Regions from separate parts of the Mus musculus genome. Here all the other regions are linked to region 3. Evidence: chromatin contacts called from public promoter capture Hi-C data. All regions are on one chromosome and are shown on one strand. The core of a region is the stretch at or near the end of the contact, and the rest is flanking DNA. Distances in the headings are between cores, read along the strand shown.

Evidence for each region. Promoter capture Hi-C pulls out the DNA fragments that hold promoters and counts their contacts.
Region 1: a promoter capture Hi-C map of hippocampal neurons shows a contact between it and region 3, with 3 times the contacts expected there. The contact joins the promoter of Tmem207 here to the enhancer-like site in region 3. A contact is called at or near these places in 19 of 39 promoter capture datasets (the 3T3-L1 cell line, 3T3-L1-derived adipocytes, the C10 cell line and 12 more), 1 of 15 datasets of contacts at CTCF or cohesin (pro-B cells), 13 of 484 Hi-C or Micro-C datasets (adipose-derived mesenchymal stem cells, cerebral cortex, cortical neurons and 7 more), 1 of 115 datasets of contacts at active chromatin or transcription factors (astrocytes) and 3 of 9 other capture datasets (adipose tissue, liver and macrophages).
Region 2: a promoter capture Hi-C map of hippocampal neurons shows a contact between it and region 3, with 5 times the contacts expected there. The contact joins the promoter of Gmnc here to the enhancer-like site in region 3. A contact is called at or near these places in 14 of 39 promoter capture datasets (the 3T3-L1 cell line, 3T3-L1-derived adipocytes, the C10 cell line and 9 more), 51 of 484 Hi-C or Micro-C datasets (the Ba/F3 cell line, the C10 cell line, ECoMG myeloid progenitors and 19 more), 3 of 115 datasets of contacts at active chromatin or transcription factors (astrocytes and epiblast stem cells) and 1 of 9 other capture datasets (adipose tissue).

What each region holds. Positions count from the first base shown.
Region 1 is chr16:26,525,104-26,528,322 of GRCm38.p6, reverse strand. It overlaps Tmem207 (transmembrane protein 207), which reads left to right and starts at 1,552. Exons shown (of 5, transcript NM_001101640.1): 1 at 1,552-1,683. The coding sequence starts at 1,609.
Region 2 is chr16:26,989,945-26,993,021 of GRCm38.p6, reverse strand. It overlaps Gmnc (geminin coiled-coil domain containing), which reads left to right and starts at 1,370. Exons shown (of 6, transcript NM_001013761.2): 1 at 1,370-1,549; 2 at 2,983-3,077.
Region 3 is chr16:26,780,738-26,783,581 of GRCm38.p6, reverse strand. No RefSeq gene overlaps it. Among named protein-coding and RNA genes, the nearest start is that of Gm20319, 27 kb to the right of the region's middle. Within about 2 kb of position 1,556, at least 9 of the 459 cell types and tissues checked have an H3K27ac peak or open chromatin away from gene starts, as enhancers often do. A contact at or near this core is called in cortical neurons and hippocampal neurons, where this site is marked.

The DNA.
Region 1 (3,219 bases), core at 303-2,802, 260 kb after region 3:
CCCAGAAATTCTTAAGATCATTGACTTTGCTGACGGAAGTCAGGCTTCTGACCGACTAATAAATAAGTTCACCAGTGAAAAGCCTATTTTTCATTCTGTTTAATTACAGGCTTCAAAGACACTCAAAATGGAGGCTGTCTGAGGCACAAATAATACTGTAGGCTTGGTTTACTTTTCTCCTGTTGGTGTTGGCACTGAGCCCTTCCTCTGCTTTGAAATTCATGGCTGTGTCTGTGTCTGCATACTAAACAGACCATGGCTGTCACTGAGTCTGCTTCGCCTGTCCAGACACAGTGCAAATAATCCAGAAGCTTTAAATCCAAGTTCAGAGCTGGAGCTTTGTTTCCGGAGTAATCTATGGATGTAATCATAAATGGGTTCCTATATAATAATTAAAATCGAATTTAGTAAACTATTGTGGGATTTAGGTTGCACCATGATCTGAATTCTAGATATTTGATTTCAGATTTGTCCCTTTAAATGTGAACGCATTTGAGTGACATATAGACAAAATGTACGTGTAGCGACCAGACAAGAAACTGATAGTGAAACTTTCCCCTTCCACACTTCTTTTCTTAGTCTCCAGTTCTCTTTTACAAATACTTTTGACAATCTATGTCACATTCTGTACACATAAAAGCATATGCAGCATATTTTACACAAGAAAAAAACTCCACTAACTCTGCCTTCCTTTATATATACATATATATATAATAGTAACAAGCTATATAGGCTGACTTCTATCATTTGTTACTTGTATTTAAAAATAGCACTAAGAGCATTTTCTGCATCACTCTCTGTGTCTGACCTCATATTTAGAAATTCATGGAAATAATCATAATAGCCTCCTCCTATTCCGCTGCATGCATGTAGCCATTTGGTATTTGATCATGTTGATGGACATTCAGTGTTTCAGTGAGCAGCACTTCAAATTATTATAGGCACCATTTACAGATTTAAGCAATATATAAAGATGTAGATACATTCTAGAAAAGTAAAGCTGTGGCCGAAGGGTGCTTTGTAATTTAGCTGATATTTTCCAGTAATTAACTTCTAGTATTTTTAGTTATCTATGAAAGGACATATTTACATATCTACCCGTTCCCACTCTATTTTTAAATTTTAAATTTGCTAATCTGATCACTGGAGACTCAACGCTGAGGACAACCTCCTACTCAAAATGATATGTAGGAAAAGAAGAGCAAAGATGGTCTACAAAGCATAGAAGATTGAATTAATGTATACAGTACAAGGTGTTATATAAACAATAAATAAATAAAAAGAAGAAAGAAAGAAAACCCTCACATGTTCCCTGGAATTAAATATGCACTTGAATACTGAAAGTTGTTCAAACAACCAGCTGGCTTTGCAGGTCAGCATTTAAAAGCCTTAACAAACAGTCCCTGGGTTCTGACCTTAAACTCCTTGAGCTCCTAGTACCTGTGAGCATGCAGCTAACATTCTGTCCCTGGATGCCCTTTCGTGGTCACATACTCCATCATTAATGCACACTGCAGCAGGACACATAGCATAGAGCAGCTAATATATTCTGAGAGAGTTAATTAGAGTGAGTAAGCCACAGTATCTGGGTACATCTTTCTTTTTAGCATGTCAACATCAAGTCCTTTCCGTGTCGCTTCCAAAATCGTAACTGCGGGATGCCTGTGTTTGCCACTATTCCAGGTAATCATTGATGCTTTTAGTAGCTTTTGGAGGTCTCTTTGGGGTTGATATACTGAGAATTTGTCCTTTGTGTGATTTAACTACTGCGTGTAAAGGATTCTCTTCAAGATTCTACCAGCACCCCATGATTTATATTAGTTATTTTCCAAAAATGAAAACTAGAACATCCATGGCCTCAAGTCTCATTTCTTTGTTCCTAGCTGCAATGCTGTTGAAATCCGTGATGTAAATGTACACTTTATTTTGTAATACTTTGCGATGTTTTCAAACACAGAAATACTATTGACACAAAAAATACTATGGCTCTTCTAATTTAGAAAATGTTTACCAATCTCTGCAGCTCCCTGGATTCTTGACAGTTTTTCAGTGATGACTGCTGCAGACAGAGCCATATTTAGGTTTATGTGGCTAGTCTGTGGTGGCATCTTTTTGTAACCAATAATGGCATCCTTGTATGTCTCTTACTTGAAGGCAAGGTGTCTGAAAGATCGAAGGTTGCAGCGTATTAAGACCTCCTTTCTTTATGTCATAACAGCCTGGGAGATTGGCAGCTAATGCATTGGCCCTTTGGTGGTGATAATGAGATACCACACGCTCCTTGCTAGGGTACAACAGACAGAGAAGACTGGGATGTGACTTGAAAGGGAAAGGTTGGCTTAATTTGTTTTATCTGTTAAGCTAGATCCCAAATGGTTTACATCTCGTCATAAACAAAGTTTCTTTATAGACAGAATTTGAATGCTCATTTCCTCCCGGTTAGTATGCAAATCTCTTTGCAGCATTTTAGCAAAAGAGAATACAACTCATTTTCTGTGCTTATAAATTGTTCATTACCATGCTCTCTGATGGCCAATCCATTGCTCCATATGGCATAAATACTAGGTGCTAAAAAAAAAAAAAAAAAAAAAGAAAGGCACATTTGAGATCAAGGGGAATGCACATATTAAATACAAAAACCCCAAACCTATCACTTGAAATTTGTAACAATTTATTTGTACTTATATTTACATGTGATAGTCTGGAAAAATAAATGCTTCAAGTGACCTTTCCAAGCCTCAGTGTTACATTAAGTGATGTTTGAATGTCTCATTGTACAAGAGAGTGTCAATTCATAGAGTCAAAGTAGCATACAAAAAGAGTATCTAAAAAGAAACACCTCTTTTCTTGTGATTATGGGTGTGAAATACTGTAGCCTCTAAAGTTCATCACCTAGAACTAAGAAAACTTTGTTAGATTGCTGAGGATTTTGGACCTCTCAAAGGTTATTTCTTTTCTTCTTTGATAGATGGAAGGTTTTATTTTATTTTTCCCCCCAAACAGGAATATCATGTGACCATAAATTTACGTCAGTAATTAAAAGCACTTACTTTACATGTATATTTAAATACTGTTAAAAGTTATTGATTGAGTTCTGTTTCCATTGACTGGGAATGTTATTCTTTAACATGAAAATAATAATAAATAATGACCCTCTTGCTTCTCACTTAAATGAGAAAACAGAAACTCAAGGGTCCCAATGGCTGTCTAGATCACGCA
Region 2 (3,077 bases), core at 121-2,620, 210 kb before region 3:
GCACATACTACTCTTGTAAAGGACCAGAGTTCTGTTCCCAGCACCAGCATCCAGCTGTCCAGCAAGCTCACAACCACTGTAACTCCAAATCCAGGGGCATTTGATGCCTCTGGCCTCCTTGGCGCCTGCACCACAGGCACAAATCCATTGAGACACACACACACAGACACACAGACACACACACACACAGACACACAGACATACATGTTCACACATACAAATAGCAAAAGAAAATATAATGAGACAAGTCTGTTGCATATACGGAGACATAGTTATGAGAAAATATCCTATTTCATATGACTTGCTGTTGATCACTGAGTATGAATAAACACTATTTTATCTGATATATTTGTAAAAGTCACAGAATTCTTCAATTCTACAGTACTCTCTGTTTAGTTTTTAATTTTTTCATTTCTATAAAGTGCACTCAGTTGTTTTTTTTTTTTTAATCTAATAACCCACAAGCAATGTGATAACTCTTCTTCCAATTCTGTATACACCTGTGTTTTCCTTGAGGTAATTTGCACACAGAGGCCACACTTGCTGCTCTTATACACACTTTCTTGCAGCCCATTCCCCAAGGATTCTCTTATTCCTCTACTGTGGATCACATCAATAAAGAACGACATCTGTGCAGCTGATCATGGTGAGCCATTTCAGGTAGACCATGTGTTCTACCTTGACCTAACTTCTCATTTCTGTTCTCACCACTATGGCCAATTAATGCGAGACCTTTTAAGCAGCCAGTTGACTGGTCTGGTCGTGTGCCGGCTATCACCACAAGAGCTTAAGGGCCACAAATCTCTGTTATTACCAAGCTGTTGCTGCCAGAAGCACGCTGACTCCTGACAAAAAGAATAGATTAGGATCAGTCAAATCTCCCCCAGGCTTATCAGTGGGACTTTTAACCGCACCTTCTACCTCAAAGTTTCCCCTTCTCCTGCTTCCAAACACCTACGCAGCAGCAAGCTAACAAGGTGCCTGCCAAACCATATGTTCATAATTAGTTAACTTCTTTCCTGTCGCTAGAGGCACCACTCAGTCAGCAACAGCCGTCAAGGGTGTTGGGCATCCAATAAGACACAACCAGGCTGTACAGCCGCTCAGCCCAGCAGTAAAAGAGGCATACTTAATTCCAGCTGTGGCATTGTTAAGTGAATTAACTCTATCCTCAATTTAAAAAGCCAGCATGAAATCAAAGGGGACCTTGGAAAAGGAAAAAAAAAAATAGAGAGAAAATGAAAAAAAAAATGCTTGTAGGTTAACTCAAGAGTCCGGTGTGGTGAATGAAACTCAACTGGTTGGCCCATTCAGCCAATCATTGCAAGGCAGGTTTTTGGCATCAGTATTGCTCCTGGCACAAGTCTTCCTTTTATTTCCCAGTTCTGTGGTTAAGGTCTCCTGTTACAGACGGAGGGGACTGATGATATAATTGTTTATGAGCCAGCAGAACACATTTATAGGTAGTAGTGAGGTTTCCAGAGAGTAATGAGACGTTAAATGTTAGAGACAGTGGTGCACGATTCTGGCTAAGAAATTTCATCTCAAGGTAAGAGTGCTACATATAAACTTACATGTATGAATTTGCAGGTCTGGGCAATCTCTCTGGGAAATAGTTGTCACACAATGTGTGGGGGAGAAATGAGAACTTTCTGGAATTGTTTTAGTTGTTATTGACTGCACACAAAAAAAGCCCCTAATATTTTGAAAATGTATATATGGCTTTAAATGTGCCTATTCAATATAAATGGAAAGTTGATGAATACTTTTAGCAAATGTACATTCACATATGCATGCTGTGCCAAGCTTATCAATACAGCTTTTATTGAAGAAATAACACTAATAATAACAGCATCGAATAATATTGAATTTTGCTACCAGAATTTGGTAGCATTATTTTTTTAAAAACCTAGTATGACTATGTGGAATACATTTCTCAACTTTAAAAAAGGGTATATTTCCTGTAATTTAAATGTTACAATATTTTATTTTGAGTTTATATTCATGAATATATTATAGCAGTTAGAAAGAATAATCTTCATTGATGACATATATGGGACCAGGAATGTGGATATAAACACACGAGAAAGCAGAAGCAGTAGTTAAAATATAAAACTTAAGAATCCAGAAAATTAAATATAGATAGGAAACTGGCTACTTAAATAATGCTAATTTTAAGACTTGTGATTTTGTTGCTATTATTGTAAATCCTTTCATGAAGCAATCTGAGAATAGTCTACTGCCCCTTACAACTTAAGCCTCAGCTTGCGATCCAGTTTCATTGTCGATTACATAATCTCCACTATCATATTAAATAACCATTGAGGGTGGCAAGGGACTTGGGGCTTCTGAGTAACAGACATAATGATATGTGGCTTGAAGTGAATTAAGAAACAACTGATATGGTGTATAACCAGGGAATTAAAAGACATAAGTCAATGGGAAATTGCAGAAACCACAGATCGGTACAAGTTACAGGCAATTTTCTTAATAACCCTTTAGGATAATATTAGACAAGCTGCACAAAACCTCTTCACTACCCCCTGTGGGGCAAACTGGTTAACAATCAGAGCCAAAGGTTTGTTTTTAAACACAATTTGCCATCATAGAAAAAAATATTTTATTAGTGTCGCTAAGCAAGAAATAATTCTTTTTAAACCAAAAATAAAAGTATAAATTAATAAACTTACTTTTCCAGTTTAATCTTTCCTACATTCTTATTTGGGTGTGTTTTAATAAAAGAAAATTTAATTGACCCAAACTATAATCTTGTTTCAATAGCAAAAGACTTATTTGCGAGGTCATAGTGGGAGGTCTTTACAATTCACTTTCAGTGTGATTAATGTACAGTGAGATTTCACTTATTGTGAATATTATAACCAGGAACATAAGGAGGTGCAGATTAGACATGGGAAATTACATTGATTAGACACGGGGGACTGATTTTGAGAGCTCTTAAAATCTTTTAGCGTTTTTTTGCAGTAAGAAAAAGTGACTCGCTGAAGAAGGCGTTCGTGTGAGCTCACAGATGAGCATGATGCTTGACAAAAACTGAGCAGTGATGAGAATCACGGACT
Region 3 (2,844 bases), core at 307-2,806:
CATTGAGATATCATATTGAATTGATATGAAATAAATTAACTAGGCAGTGAGACAACACAGAAGAAAATATAATATATATCCCATGCCTGGATGCCTCTTGTCCTGACCTAAACAAAGAGCCAAAAGGAGCTAAGTGAAAACTTCGCTTATGTAACCTATGGTGTACACATCTATTTAGAATCTATGGAGTTTGAGAATGTAAACTAAAGTGTTTAATTAGTCAACTTACTATCTGCCCCTGCCTTAAAGCACCACATCTAAAAGAACCATTGTCACAGGCTTGCCAAGAGCTGAGGTTATAATTTACAGCCATTTACAGACAATGTACATACACACTTTAAAACACACTCCAAATCTGAAATGCCTCTTCCGTTCCAGGGCATAGAAATAAAGGACATAGTTGAGTTTGCACTGTGGAAGTCTTTCAAAGAGGACCAGCCTCGAGGTGCTCAGAAACATTAGTGGCCAATGCAGAAGCTTAAGAGTTTCCTCGACACTAGGACAATTGACTCAGTCATCACTTCTTCAAATCCAGCCCCAGGAAACTCACAGATAAGTTTACGGTTTAAATCAACCTAATGAGGAATCTACAGATGTGATAAAATGTTAAATAGTCTGTTTTCAAACACCTTACAATTTCTAATGGCGTGCCTTGGCTGCCTTTGATTATTAAGATGACTCACTATTATAAGTAAATTCCAATTTGAGTTTTTAGTAGCTCAATGTATAGTACATTGTTAGAGAATATCCTCCATTTTAATGATATGAGGCCTGTGCTCCTGGGAAGGAAATGCTCCATTCAACGAAGTAAGCCATGCAGAGCATTAAAACTATGGCAACCCCTACCACATTTTATAATTCTTTTTTTTTTTAAGGTCAGTCTCAGTTGCAGGAAAGACCTTGAAATATTTAGTTACTGGTTAGTGCTTTCTGTTTGTTTCCATATAGTCTGATCCGATAGCTGTGCATCTTACTTTTGTGGCGTAACTTTCTTTAGGCTTGTGTTTTAATAGAAACCTCCATCTCTGCTGACTGGCAATGCCCTCCAGTGGTCATTTTGGGAAAAAAAAAGCCTGAAATAAGGACTGAGTTCCCATAAGCCACAAACTAGGCAGTGATAAGAAAGGGCTGCTAATTCTAAAGCTTATACATCTTTAAAAATATGGTTCTTCTGATATCTCAACTCTTAATATTCTTTCCAAATGTTCTTCTCTCTTTTTTTCTATTACTTCCAAACATAAATCTGCATCCAGTATCAATGCCATTTTGATATAGATTTACATGCTTAAACAGAGCTTGTGGTAAGATGGGAAAACGCAGGCACAAAGTATGTATGCTATTTTGGGCTTGCATGAGTCCTAGAACAAAGCAGAAGATTATTTGCAGAACGTTTTATTCCTGGAAAATAAGTCCAAAAACAGCATTCACAGCATGCTTTTCCCAAAATATGTTGCCTAGTGACCAAATTGAATCAATTGTCAATTGATCTACTGGGAGCCTCAATGGATGGTCTGTTTGGCTACCCATTATGAGAAAAAATGAGCTTGCAGGGTTCAGTCTGCCAGTGGAGAAAAGTGGAGCTGGGGACAGGAAAAGGCTATGTTAGTAAGAATAGGAGCGTAATATAGGGAGATGATTATGTTCATGCAAAATGTAGAGAAGAGAATTTGTGGCAAAAGGATACGTGTATATTTTTGAGGCTTTATAGTGATAAAACTGCACAACAATCCAACAAGCAAACAGTCATTTGCCTTTCACATCTGAGAAAACTTAGTTAAAGACAATTACACAATTGGACATGTAATGAACACCTGCATGCAGAATACTTTCTTTTAAAAGGAGCATTATGACAGCATTATATAGTTTAGAGACAAGTAGTAAGGATAACAGAAAAACAAGCATATATAGTTAAAATTTAATAACTGTATTTGTGTGTGTGTGTGTGTGAGAGAGAGAGTGTGTGTTTGAGTGAGTATGTGAGTGAGTGTGTGTGTGAGTGTGTGTGAATGTGTGTGTGTGAGTGTGTGTTCGAGTGTGTGTGTGTGTGAGTGTATGTGTGAGTGTGTGTGTGTGAGTGAGTGTGATTGAGTGTATGTGAGTGAGTGTGTGTGTGTGTGTGTGTGTTAGTGAGTGTGTGAGTGTGTACATGCATGTGCGGTAGTTACTCAGGTTGGACAAGTTTAACAAAGCAGAATGTGTAGCTGGATACCTTACCCAGAAAGTTATTCTGTTCCTCTTCTATAAGCTGCACATTCCAGACCCAGGTAACAGCCAATTGTGTTTCTGGAGCCCTCTCTTTTGTGTGCCTTCCTAAAGTGTCCTCACACAGGTTCCCAAGATCCCACCCAAACATGATGTGCTCTGAAAAGGCTCTTCTCTCATATGGACACCAGATCTATGGGACACAAGCTCTAACCTCATGATACCGTGCAGCTCTCATTACCCCCCACAAGGCCCTGTTTCTAAATATAGCACAGCAGGTTGAGATGTGGGACTTTGGCTTATAAATCTTTGGAAGGCTCAATTCCATCTGTAGAATATATTTTACTTTACAAAGTGAAAAAACTTAAGAAGAGACATCAAAATATTATTTAATATACTTAAATTATACCCTGCAAAGTTAACATAATCCATAACTAATCCAGCACTCAAAGGGAAAGAAGATTAGATGCCTAACACCAACCATAGAAAAAAATTGACAAGACCTTGGATCAAAGCTTCGGAAACTGACCTGCGGGAAGCAGGCTTAGGAAATAACACCAAAAAAAAGGGTGTAAAAAAATTAGATCACACTAGAACTCATCTCTACCAAACTTGACTTTGTTCTTCCATCGCAGAAACCAC